Regions from separate parts of the Salmo salar genome. Here region 1 is linked to region 2. The links are chromatin contacts, called in public Hi-C maps. All regions are on one chromosome and are shown on one strand. Each heading gives the region's core, a stretch centred on a gene start, on an enhancer-like site or on the middle of the called end of the contact. The rest is flanking DNA. Distances are from core to core; before and after follow the strand shown.

Evidence for each region. A called contact is a pair of places that touch in the nucleus more often than the background predicts.
Region 1: a Hi-C map of muscle shows a contact between it and region 2, with 9 times the contacts expected there. The contact joins the promoter of ctgf here to the enhancer-like site in region 2. A contact is called at or near these places in 3 of 3 Hi-C or Micro-C datasets (blood, gill and muscle).

Annotation. Positions count from the first base shown.
Region 1 is chrssa06:60,358,560-60,364,592 of Ssal_v3.1, forward strand. It overlaps ctgf (connective tissue growth factor), which reads right to left and starts at 3,582. Exons shown (of 5, transcript NM_001139999.1): 1 at 3,278-3,582; 2 at 2,796-3,012; 3 at 2,427-2,681; 4 at 2,102-2,313; 5 at 738-1,978. The coding sequence starts at 3,337. The coding sequence ends at 1,682.
Region 2 is chrssa06:60,300,019-60,306,420 of Ssal_v3.1, forward strand. LOC106607751 (mitogen-activated protein kinase kinase kinase 5) reads right to left here. Exons shown (of 30, transcript XM_014205044.2): 26 at 2,050-2,290; 27 at 1,631-1,743. Among protein-coding and RNA genes, the nearest start is that of lrp11, 11 kb to the left of the region's middle. Within about 2 kb of position 3,198, at least 11 of the 13 cell types and tissues checked have an H3K27ac peak or open chromatin away from gene starts, as enhancers often do. A contact at or near this core is called in gill and muscle, where this site is marked.

The sequences.
Region 1 (6,033 bases), core at 2,332-4,831, 59 kb after region 2:
CTTTGTGGAGAGTTACAGGTTTTAGATCCAACTTTAATATTGTCTGGAAAGCAACCAACGACCCTGCTACTCAGTGACAGGAAAAGGATTTACACTGTGTTAATCAGCCAATTACTGTACACATTTTTGTGGCTTATCCTTTGGTATGAGGTAAGTCCCGTTTCCCGATCCCCATCATATATTTGTCTGTGTTGTCTTTGACGTTGAACCAGGCCTAGTTCAGTGTGGTGTGAGTTTTCCCAGTGGCGGGACACTGATAGTGAGTGTTAAAGCACAAGGCTGCCAGTTAGACTGCTCTTTTCCTCAGACGCTGCCAGAGTATGTTTCCTTAGTCTGCAGTCTGGTTAGTGTGTAAATGGACAGGCAGCACACCGCTCCATCCACACATCACAGGGAAGAGGACTTTAGAAAAACGTTTTGTTGGATGGGCTGGCAGTCTTCTGCTGGTGTTTGTGGCTAAAAAGTGACACATAGACTACACCTTACTAGAGACTAGGTGGTCTGACAGAGCATGGACCTGGACCGCACACAATCCAATGAGTGGAATTTCAGTGGCCTGACTGCTGTTGTTGAACTGAAAGTGGGAACACCTAACTGCTTTGTAAACATGTGCTAACTTATTAGTGGCTGATTTCATATGGTGAAGTTTGGGATATCATTTGGGTGTGAGTAGATTAAGTTCTGTAGGGTAGGCTACTTTTAAAGTCAAAAGAGTAAAACAAAGAAAGGAAGACATGTTTATATAAAAAATATATTTTATTCCAAACTACAAAAGTGAAAACATGTAACTTTTTTGTCACACTTCTCAATAAAATAGTACACAAAACTGTCACAGGAACAGTCAAACACAGCAAATAAGCTATCAATAAACATATTGAAGGAAGAGAAAAACAAAAAAAACTTTTTAAAACTTTAAATTAACTTAAACAACTGTACAATAATATGTACAATATTTACAGCATCAATAATACATATAAAAAGGAATGAAGCTACAAATCATCCAGTCTCTTTTTTTTTTCGACAAAATACTGATTCCTTCCTTGCAACCTGAATCAGTCAGTCAAAGTCAAATACCTCTTTTCTCAGTGCTGTGGCATACCCTCAAAGCATGCACACTACGCTCCTTGTCTGGAAGGACGGCTGTTTTTCAGCATGGGCTGAACCATGACCTGTCGTTAGCACTGCAACAGTTAGGATCTGCAAACAGTGAGCTATACACAAGGGCACGTTCAATTAGTACTCTGGTGGGTTAAGGATTTAAGTTTCCGTACTGGGGGTTGAAAGTCTTCACCCTTCGTTACTGCAAGTGCTCAGAGGTTGGACACAGCCCAAGTTAATTAGGTGCCTGCCACAGTTTAGGGGGAGGGGAACATGGCATCAGCCAATTAGTGACAACATAGGTTGTCACATAGTAGAACTATAGTGCAGTAAGTATTCTATTTCGGGCAGCAGAGCAGCCCCCTGTCTTTCACCCCCTCTTTAGGGCAAGTGGCCCTAAACATCCATCAATACACTCATACATTGAATATACGCATATATATTTCTGTCCTTGTACAAAATACACAATTTGAAAATTACAACCCAAAAGACAAACAAATGCTGTGCTGCGAGATGAGATGGATATCTGTTGGATTCAAGTTAAGAGTCATTGGTTGTTTTTGCTGTTAGGTGACGTAATTGTTTACGCCATGTCTCCCAGCATCTTCTTGTAGTACATGGACTCAAAGATGTCATTCTCGCCGGGGCAGTTGTAGTGGCACGCGCAGGTCTTGATGAACATCATCTGCTTCTTCATGACCTGGCCGTCGGGGCACTTGAACTCCATGGGCAGGGTGGTGGTTCTGTGGGGGGTGCAGCAGCGACCGTCGGTGCACACTCCGCAGAACTTGGGGCGGTAGGACTTGGTGGTGGTGCAGCCAGAGATCTCAAACTTCATGGGCTTGGACACTCTTGGTGTGCGGATGCATTTCTTTCCCTTCTGTAAGAGCAAAGCGTTAAAAAAAAAGTCATTATTAGTGACCGTTCCTTCCCTCTTGATTTGACAAAGTGTTTCTATTGTAATGAAAGGGTTGGTTGGGTAGTGGTTGAAGAACGCGCTTACCCTAATGCTCTGCTCCATGTGGGACTCGCAGGGTCTGACCATGCACAGACGAGACTGTTTCTCCAGGCGGCACTCGCGGTTGTCGTTGGTTACTTTGGTAGAGATGCCCAGGCCGCAGGTTTTAGAGCAGGCGCTCCACTCAGTGGTCTGGACCAGGCAGTTCTCCCTCATCATGGAGGGGTCAGGCCCGTAGGTCTCCTCCTCTCTGTAAGCTGCAGGCAAAGAAGTGGAAGTGACATAAGACTCTTTATCTCTACACTCAAAAGCTGACCAGATTACATGATTAGAATGTAGGCTACTGTATGTGTCTAAGACTGAAACTCACCAGCGAGAGCAGAGCCCACAAAGATGTTTGTGTTTTGGGGGGCATCGCACACCCACTCCTCGCAGCACTTCTCAGGCACTTTGACGCGGCGGGGCATGGGGCAGTCAGGGCTGGGCAGGCGGATGTCCATGCTGCACAGGGGAATACAGCCCACGGCACCGTCCAGGCACGTGCACTGGTATTTACAGCTGCTCTGGAAGGACTCTCCACTCCTGTACACCATCCCACCCATCACACAGGTGGCGCCACCCTTAGCTGTGGGAGGAGGAGAAGAGAATGTCACATCTCCAGTCACACAAACACCAGCAGAGGAAAATAATCAGAGTCAGAGTATTAGAACGACAAAGAAGCCTGTTGAGAGTGACTTACCTGTGCAGACTCCTATGCGGCGGTTGATGGGGGAGCCGAAGTCACAGAAGAGTCCTTTGTGGGGGTCGCACATGTCCCTGTCTGTGCAAAGCTCGCCCATCTGCTTGGCACAGACCCTGCAACAGCCGCAGGCATCGGGCACCAGGCTCACACCAGGGGTACACTGGGGGGGCACATCAGGGCAACTACACTGCCCACTGCACTCCTGAGCCACAGCCTAAGGGACAAAGAGATAGGAGTATGGTTAGACCCTGGTCACATGGTCACAACTACTACTAATGTTACAGTTCATCAGCCCCAAGAGCTAGGGCATCATACAGCCTTTTGTAACTGTGTTAACAAAATATAGCGATTTACAATTCAACTGCTGTTGTAATAGGCTAGACATGCTGATAGCTCGTGGCTATCTGTCTGGTACATGGCGCATAGACACAGCAATACAGTTCCCATATAACTTGACATTCTCAGTAAAAGGGTCTTACCAGGTAGGAGAGAGTGAGACAGAAGAAAGAAATCAGCCTCATGTTCATTCCAGCAGACATTTTGCTTTTCTTCTGGGTTTTTCTCGGAGTATCTTAGACAAAAATAAGTCTTCAGGCTCTTCAAAAGTCTTCCTTAGTCTCTTGCGAGTAGTCAGGGAGCTTGTCGTCTGATCGAGTCGATCTCGTTGTTAAGAAATTTCTGATTTTGGTTCTTTCTCAGTTAAGTTCTCGTAGTTCTCTTGGTTAAAGCTAGAGTTTAGCTTCAGTAGTAGAGCTGTTGCTGCTCTTGTAGCTCTCTCTTGGATGAGGAGTTGTTCTGTGTCTGAAGCTAGGCGCTCTCCCTGCCTTTATACACCCAGGGCTGCAGTGACGTGCTAGTGGCTGAATGGAGTCCTGGACAAACATGGACATTCTTGGCATTCTTTCCTAATTTCCTGCCCCCCTCCTAGACTCGCTCTCCCTGACATATCGCATTCCTCCTGTCTGAAGCCAAAGTGCTGTCACATATCAAAATAAAAGTGCATTCTTGGCACTATCCCTCAACTTTCCCTTTTATGTGTAATCGGCGGTTGTGTTGTATCCCGGAGAGAGACCGTAAACCTCCCCTGTTATTGGGAATAGCTGCCTCTCTGTTCTCTTAGCACATCACACATAGATTTTACACTAGCGCCTTCAAAGGCTTTAAATATCTATTATTGCATGTGCATTTTATTATGAAAGGAAGGGCTGTAGTGTAGTCCACCGTTACAAAACAGTACCGTTATAAAAACCCCTGTACACCTTCAGGACTGTTTTTCTTTTTGGAAAAGAACATACTGTACAGAGAAACAGATGTATGATATGTATTGTATGCGATCATACAATAGCCTTCCTAAGTCTAACAAGTCATGGGTGTTGGGATTTAATCAACAAGTCCTTAATAAAGGGGGTTTGTACAGTATAAAACCACACCACCGTCTAGTTAACAGACTCTCATCAGTTCTATTCATTGGTTTTAATCGCATACTTTTTTTTATAGCCGTGCGCTTTCACCTCACTAATAAGGTTTAGTCTATGGACTTTAAAGCATAGTTGTACTACATTCCTGGTGTGGGATTCTATTTTGCTCCGTCAGTATCTAAACACTGAGCAGACTTGAGGATTGCAGGAAAGCGGCTAGACTCTGGGGGTTTGTATATTTTTGAAGAAACGATCACACAAGCCCCAGACTCTCCACCTCAGTCTTATGAAAGGCAGCCCTGCTCCTCACCAGCCACCGAATCGGAAATGAAAAACTCCCAGAGAAAACTCAGAGCTGGAGGAATGTGCGGCTGCGCCAGCAGACATACTATTACTGCATGGACACACCGACTGGGAGGAAGCGTGGCCTTATATGGGAATCTTCACTAGCAGCATCTGTCTTTTCCTTTTTTCCAGTGTGGTTTGTGCAGAAAGTACAGTAGGAGCTCCTCAGGGTCTGTACTGTCTGAGACGTTCTCGCCGGACAGTGTGTGGGATGGTAATGTACCCTGTCTGTCAACACAGATTCATTTGTGGCCAAACAGAGGCTGCCAGTTCCTTAACCCCGTCATGTCAAATAGTAGCAGCTTATCGCAATGCCCTATTTGAAAATGCGCTCGATTTCCTGAACCAATAACAGTGCGGTGTGGCTTTCCATTGAGGGGTTGGATGAACTGAACTCCCCTCCACAAGGCAGTGTTTAATCAAACATTGTGTGTGGTAAGACGTAGCTGTGTGTTAGCATCAGATTCCCTGTCTTAGGCTGTTGTCCTGGAGCTCTCATTAGTGCTCTCTCTCTCTCTCTCTCTCTCTCTCTCTTTCTCTCTCTTCTAAGCCCCCTGCTGGTGTGCTCCTTTCTCCCCAAGACGTTCCTTACTCAATGGAGCATAGGTAAATACTGTAAGGTCTGTTAACCTTTAATGTCATGCTCTCTGGTTTTCAATGGTGGCTAAAAGGGGTCTGAAACTCAAGCTAAGGCCATGGCAAGCATTCCAAATTCAACATTCCACATGCGGTGCAATTGGGGTCCAATTTGGGATAAGTGATGAGGTGCTAATGTTGGAGTGACAGGCAGAAGTTAGCTAGGGTCAAAGGTCAAGAGCTGGTGACGGAATGGAAAGGATTCCACATTCAGTGTAAATAAAGTACCTATTAGATATGTGCTTCACTGTGGGATGTAGCAGACCTGACCATGTGATTCACTTTCCCATTCCCTCAACGGAGGAGGGTGTTGTGGTTAAAAAAATGACTGTGGTTCATTGTTCCCAGTACAAAAAAAACAAACACACATAGCTAGCTACATCAGTGTATTAAACATTCTGCCAAGGAGTAATTGTCTGTGCAGTGTGATTCCAGTTCTCTCCATTTCCATTTCCACTTCTAGCCTTCGTCCCAAATGGCACCCTATTCTCTACATAGTGCACTACTCTTTCCCATCAGAGCCCTGTGGGCCTTAGTCAAATGTAGTGCAGCATAAAAGGAATAGGCTGCTATTTGGTACACAACCCTGTTCTGTCTGCAACTTACGTGACTGTGTTCAAGTGACAAATGTTCTGTCTGAGGTATTCCATCTAAGTGATGATTGTATTTTTAACCGAACCAGAGATCTTATCTATGATTAAAATGGAATCGGACGTGCTGTGGTCTAAAACCCATCTGTTTTCATTTTTCCAATGTCAATTTTAGTGCTCTTCCAGAAAAGACACAACATGTAAAATGCACATGGAATTGGATAGAAGCAATTCATATTGCCTCCA
Region 2 (6,402 bases), core at 1,948-4,447:
AATCTTTGACACTTATGAAATGCTTGTAATTATACTTGAGTATTCCATAGTAACATCTGACAAAAATATCTAAAGACACTGAAGCAGCAAACTTTGTGAAAATTAATATTTGTGTCATTCTCAAAACTTTTGGCCACGACTGTACATAATTTTACTTCCTCATGATGCCATCTATTTTGTGAAGTGCACCAGTCCCTCCTGCAGCAAAGCACCCCCATAACATGATGCTGCCACCCCTGTGCTTCATGGTTGGGATGGTGTTCTTCGGCTTGCAAGCCTCCCCCTTTTTCCTCCAAACATAACAATGGTCATTATGGCCAAACAGTTCTATTTTTGTTTCATCAGACCAGAGGACATTCCTCCAAAAACTACGATCTTTGTCCCCATGTGCAGTTGCAAACCGTAGTCTGGCTTTTTAATGACGGTTTTGGAGCAGTGGCTTCTTCCTTGCTGAGCGGCCTTTCAGGTTATGTCGATATAGGACTCGTTTTACTGTGGATATATATACTTTTGTACCTGTTTCCTCCAGCATCTTCACAAGGTCCTTTGCTGTTGTTCTGGGATTGATTTGCACTTTTCACACCAAAGTACGTTCATCTCTAGGAGACAGAACAAGTCTCCTTCCTGAGTGGTATGTCGGCTGCGTGGTCCCATGGCATTTATACTTGCGTACTATTGTTTGTACAGATGAATGTGATACCTTCAGGCATTTGGAAATTACTCCCAAAGATGAACCAGACTTGTGGAGGTCAACAATTTTTTTTCTGAGGTCTTGGCTGATTTCTTTTGATTTTCCCATGATGTCAAGCATAGAGGCACTGAGTTTGAACACAGGCTTTGAAATACATCCACAGGTACACCTCCAATTGACTCAAATGATGTCAATTAGCCCATCAGAAGCTTCTAAAGCCATGACATCATTTTCTGGTAATTTACAAGCTGTTTAAAGGCACAGTCAACTAAGTGTATGTAAACTTCTGACCCACTGGAATTGTGATACAGTGAATTATAAGTGAAATAATCTGTCTGTAAACAATTGTTGGAAAAATTACTTGTGTCATGCACAAAGTAGATGTCCTAACCGACTTGCCAAAACTATAGTTTGTTAACAAGAAATGTGTGGAGTGGTATGTAAACTTCCGACTTCAACTTTAAGTCCTTTACACCGCTGATGTTGGAAGGTGTGTAGTGTCTGTTGGGAGGTGTGTAGTGTTTGTTGGAAGGTGTGTAGTGTCTGTTGGGAAGTGTGTAGTGTCTGTTGGGAGGTGTGTAGTGTCTGCTGGGAGGTGTGTAGTGTCTGCTGGGAGGTGTGTAGTGTCTGCTGGGAGGTGTGTAGTGTCTGCTGGGAGGTGTGTAGTGTCTGCTGGGAGGTGTGTAGTGGATGTTGGGAGGTGTGTAGTGGATGTTGGGAGGTGTGTAGTGGATGTTGGGAGGTGTGTAGTGTATGTTGGGAGGTGTGTAGTGGATGTTGGGAGGTGTGTAGTGTATTTTGGGAGGTGTGTTGTGTATGTTGGGAGGTGTGTAGTGTTTGTTGGGAGGTGTGTAGTGTGTGTTGGGTGCTGTGTAGTGCATGTTGGGAGCTGTTGAGTGTATGTTGGAAGGTGTGTAGTGTATGTTGAGATGTGCTCACAGATAGGCTCTGAGCAGATCCTCAGTAATTTCATCCCCTCTTCCCTCTCGTCCAGGACCTGCTGGAGGATGGCCTGGTACTCTCTCTCCCTCTCCAGCAACTGCTCCATTAGCCTGGGCAGACACAGCAGGGAGAGAGGAGGGGAGGGGGAGCCATAGGGTCATTCAATGAGTTAACACAATACTACTAGACATGGCTACTGCAGCCACAGCGATAGCCATGATGAAAATAAACATATTTTCTCTTCTGTGTTGGGACCTTTCTACATAACAGAATTAACATTGGTGAGGAAACAATGTGAAGCTACATGAAATATCTGTTACTAATCCATCACAGTGTAATAGCAAAGGTTGTTGGAATAAATCTCTGCTTTTGTGTCTGACAGTTGTTGTCATGGTTATGACCGCACGGCGACCCACCTTTTGGTTTCCAGCTTCATCCTGCCTAGTTCTATGGTGACGGAGCGCTGGGCATTATTGGATTCGTGTGAAACAGTGGAACTGAGTGTGCTCACGCCGGAGGTGGCGACCGTGTCAGTGTTGGGAGGGGCTCTGCTCTGGTGGGCGGCGGTATCCTCAGGCTCAACGTCATCGTCAACGTCAACGTTATCTTGGTCGGCCGGGTCACTCTCCGAGGCCAGGCTGAAGTGGGGCCTCAGCTCTGGGTAAGGAGACGTGATGCGTCATTACACCGTTACAGCAATAGCATGACAACTAGTTCATATGCAATAGCTAAACTGCACTTTGAAATAGGAAACATGAAACCAAGACAGCAACATCACAAGCCTCAATAAAGATCAGTCTATGACTACAATAATCTTTCAAATGCAATTGTTATAATGGCATCTGACTAGTATATACAATATTCTTGTTAAATACAAATCTCTGTTCTCCTTTTGATGTATCACTATGGGGATTCACCAGGAACACCAACTCTTGGAAGGACCTATCAAAAGCGTCTGTTGGAGACAGACGGGTAGAGTGGCAAATAAGGTGAGCCCCTCACTTCCTTATAAGGAGCCACTTTCCCGCCCTCTGGTCATTCTCGCGAAGAGCATTGCTCTCTAGCTCTTCTCAGCACAACTGGATCCCTGTTTTCCTGCTTACAAGCAAACCGAAAGGTTATTGCTGCTGAACGTAGGTCTTCAGACCCTTTCGAGAGGTTGAGTACGGACCTAAAGGTTTTTGTTTGTGTAGAAATTCCTTTTCTACTTCTCAGTCTCCGTTGGTAGCTAGCTTCACGGCTAACTATTGAGACTCAGTTAGCCCACGCTGCAAGGCTAACTTGGCTAGCTCGCTGAGAGGCAAGCTAAGCTCACTAGCATACCCTACCTGCAACATGGTAGCATTGCTAGTTCCCTTCTGGACGTCTAGCTTAACCTACGTTCACCCGTTTGTGTTAACTAGACCAACCGTCTCAGCCTCACGGCTCCTTCGGTTGCGGGACCACACTACCTGAAGGCTCACTGTGCCCCCACATGGTTTCCTTCAGCTAGCACTGAGATAGCTACAGCACACCTTCACCACAAGGTAGCTGCTAGCTAGCTAAGGCTCCACTAGCCTCTTGGCTATAGCGTTCTATTGTGCTCATTATTGCTAGTTATTAGCCGCAATGCTTCTAACTAGCTAGCTTTAAACGCCATTTACACAAGCTACCTTTTGCTAGCCACCAGCAGCAAGGCTTCTGTCTAGCTAGCCCAGGCCTGCTTCTTGTTGTTCTTTCAACAGGCGTTGCTTTTTCCTCCTAGCAAGCCTTGTTCCTCACAATGGCCACTGCCATCCCAGGAAGAGCCTGGCACTTGAACTCCCAGGTTTTTGCGCTTGCGGTTCCATGATTGTGGAAGGATTACCACCCTCAATGCATCAATTGTTTGGGAAAGGAACACGCCCAAGAGGCTTTTGACGGCCGAGTGCTGTGATCACTGCAAACTAGGGCAGGTCAGAGAAGGCTTAAATGAGCATCTATTTCGATAGCCCCTCGCCTCAGAGCAACAGTGAAATCTGAGGCTCAGCTCCCCGTAAACGAGTCCAGTTGGGGCAAGGTCATGGATAGACTCGACTTCCTCACCTCACTGTCTGACGATGTAGTGTCTGGAAAGCAAGCTAGGGGGTGCCGAGGATGACAATGGGATTTATCTCACAGTTATCCTCGAGATGGGGGCTGACGATCCGGTTCGCCCGCAGGTCGGACGGCCTTGAGAGCAGTGAAGCCACCCCCTACTCCATTGGAGTTTGGTGGCCGTCTCCTGTAGGGGCTCGGGGCCCGTCAAGGGACCTATGCGATTGGAAGAGACTCCCATCTCATACAGCCCCTGTAAAACAACTGCTACCCACAGTACCAGCTTGCTTCAGGGAAGCTAAGAGCTTGTGGGACAAAACCCTCACTAGCAAGATTTTTGCTAGAGGCACTCCGAGCCTGGATATGCACAACATGCACTATATGGAGGAATCCGGGTTTGTTAACCCTCCCAATGTGGAGCCGTCACTGGCTTACCACCTCAGCCCCTCACGCCATTTTACTAACGACACCGGCACCTCACTCCCTAGAAAGACAGCGCTTTACTGTCTCCATTTTTCTGAAAATGTACAAGGCCTCGGCCCAAGCAATCGGAGCTCTCAATGTGACCTCTATTGTTGGTTTATCAGGCTGAGCTACTGAAAGAGGTGGGGAAGCAACTGGAGCAGGACACCCATGGCCAGATGCTTTGGAGGAGAGCTGTATGATTACAGACCTAAATCTCCGTGCCTCCCATAGTGCCATTCAAGCTCGTGGTTATAGCATGAGCCTAGCAGTAGTGGGTGAAAGGGCACTTTGGCTGAGCTTATCCAGCTTAACAGACAAAGTAAATGTGGACCTCCTGGATGTCCCAGTGACACCCGATGAGTTGTTCATGCCGCAGAAGTGTGTCATGCGCAAGAAAGAAGGCAAAGCCTTCAACTTCTGCCTGCCCCGCAGACCCGGGCCCGTGGTAGCCCTTTGGTTCGTACATCTCGTCCCAAAAATATTTTACATACAGCGGATTTTTAAAGGGCTGAAGAGTTTGGTCTGCTTTGTGTTTACATTTTTGCCATGGATTTTTTGTTGTTGTGATACTGGTATCGTCACAGCCCTAGAAAATAGGGTTATGCCGTATGCTTTTCCTCCTATGCTGCCTACCATCCCTCTTCCGTCTACACAGAGCAAGGAAATTGGGCCGCCTCTGCCTTTCCGGTCGGCAGTTACACCCTGCTCACGACCAGTCCTGGCAGCTATCGTCATGCAGGGTTTGTAGCCTACTCTTGGAAGAGAGTGCCAGCCCCCGTATGCTCACACTTTTTTTTTTTTTAAGTTGCGTTTTTCTTGGAGAAGTGCTATGACTAAACAGATTGTTCCTTCCTACACTCCATTTTCCATGGTCCTATGTTCCTAGCGGGATTTTTTTAGGAAGGAGAGAAGGTTTTGTCATTTAAGGTCCTCTAGCCGTTTTGTCGGTGTGCCAAGGCCCGACACTAATCCATAATTGTTATGTCGTTTCTAGGGGGGGCACGTCACATTCGCCCAGTCTCTAGTCTTTAGCTAGTCCTGGGACATGTCTATTGTGCTTAAGCTACTTTCACAGCAGCTAGTAGCTGCTGAGAAGCGTGGAGATGTAACATTGCTCCATCTTTCGCTTTACTACTGCCCTTAGCATCCCTAAACACAGTGTTGGGAAGCAGTGAACTACATGGAGTTCACTAGTAATTTTAACTACATTTTGCAGTAGCTTGGTGGTAGTTGAACTAAATTCAAATCTAGCTACACTCTTTGGAAAAAAAGGTGCTATCTCGAATTTTAAGGGTTCTTTGGCTGTTCCCATAGGTGAACCCTTTGAATAACTTTTTTTGGTTCCAGGTAGAACCCTTTTGGAACCCAAAATAGTTCTACCTAGAACCAAAAAGGGTTTAACATGGAAACAAAAAGGGTTCTCTTATGGGGACAGCCTGAAGTGTAACTCTACTCTTTTAGCGAAAATAAAATATGGTGGTAGGCAATAATTTCCTTTTTCAACATCAGATCTGCCTAATTCTCACTTGAAACATCGGTTTTGTGTTTTATTAGGCTAAAATCCACATTCTGTTAACATATGAACCCAAAGCAATCTGTTCATGCAGATTGTAGTATATGACATTTCAGATTGACTTATGATCATTTTTCACAAAGTAGTTTGGATGTGGTGAACTACTTTTTTCAAAGTAATTTTAGTTAAGTAAACAACATTTTCCTTAAGGGTAGCTTTAGCGAGGCTTAACTTCTTCCAGTGTGAAGTAACTGGGAGCTTGGTAAACTACATTTTCAGAGTAGCTTCCCCAACACTACCAGTCACTGTTTGCGCCCACAGTCTGCCCAGGGGTTTTTCATTTCGCACGTTACGCATCTACTTGGATTGAACGAGAGCTCAAGGGTGTTATGCCCTTCTCTCATAGGGCCCTCTCCTACTGAGGAGTTTACATTTTGGGCACTGTTTTTGGGACATATCTCATTAAACAGAGGAAGAGAAGCATGAGAATGGCAGGAGAGTGGCTCCTTATAAGGAAGTGAGGGGCTCACCTCATTCGCCGCTACATGTCTGTCTCCAACAGATGCTTTTTATTGGTCCTTCTGAGAGTTGTGATACATCTCACTCATATTTTCAGAGAACCGGAGTGACAAAAGTAACCTTAAGTTGTGATTTTATTGGGGCTCTATTCAAAGTCAAGTTCCTATCTTTACTTAACAGTGTCCTGGGCCCTAAGGGGCATAATTACTCATTTAAA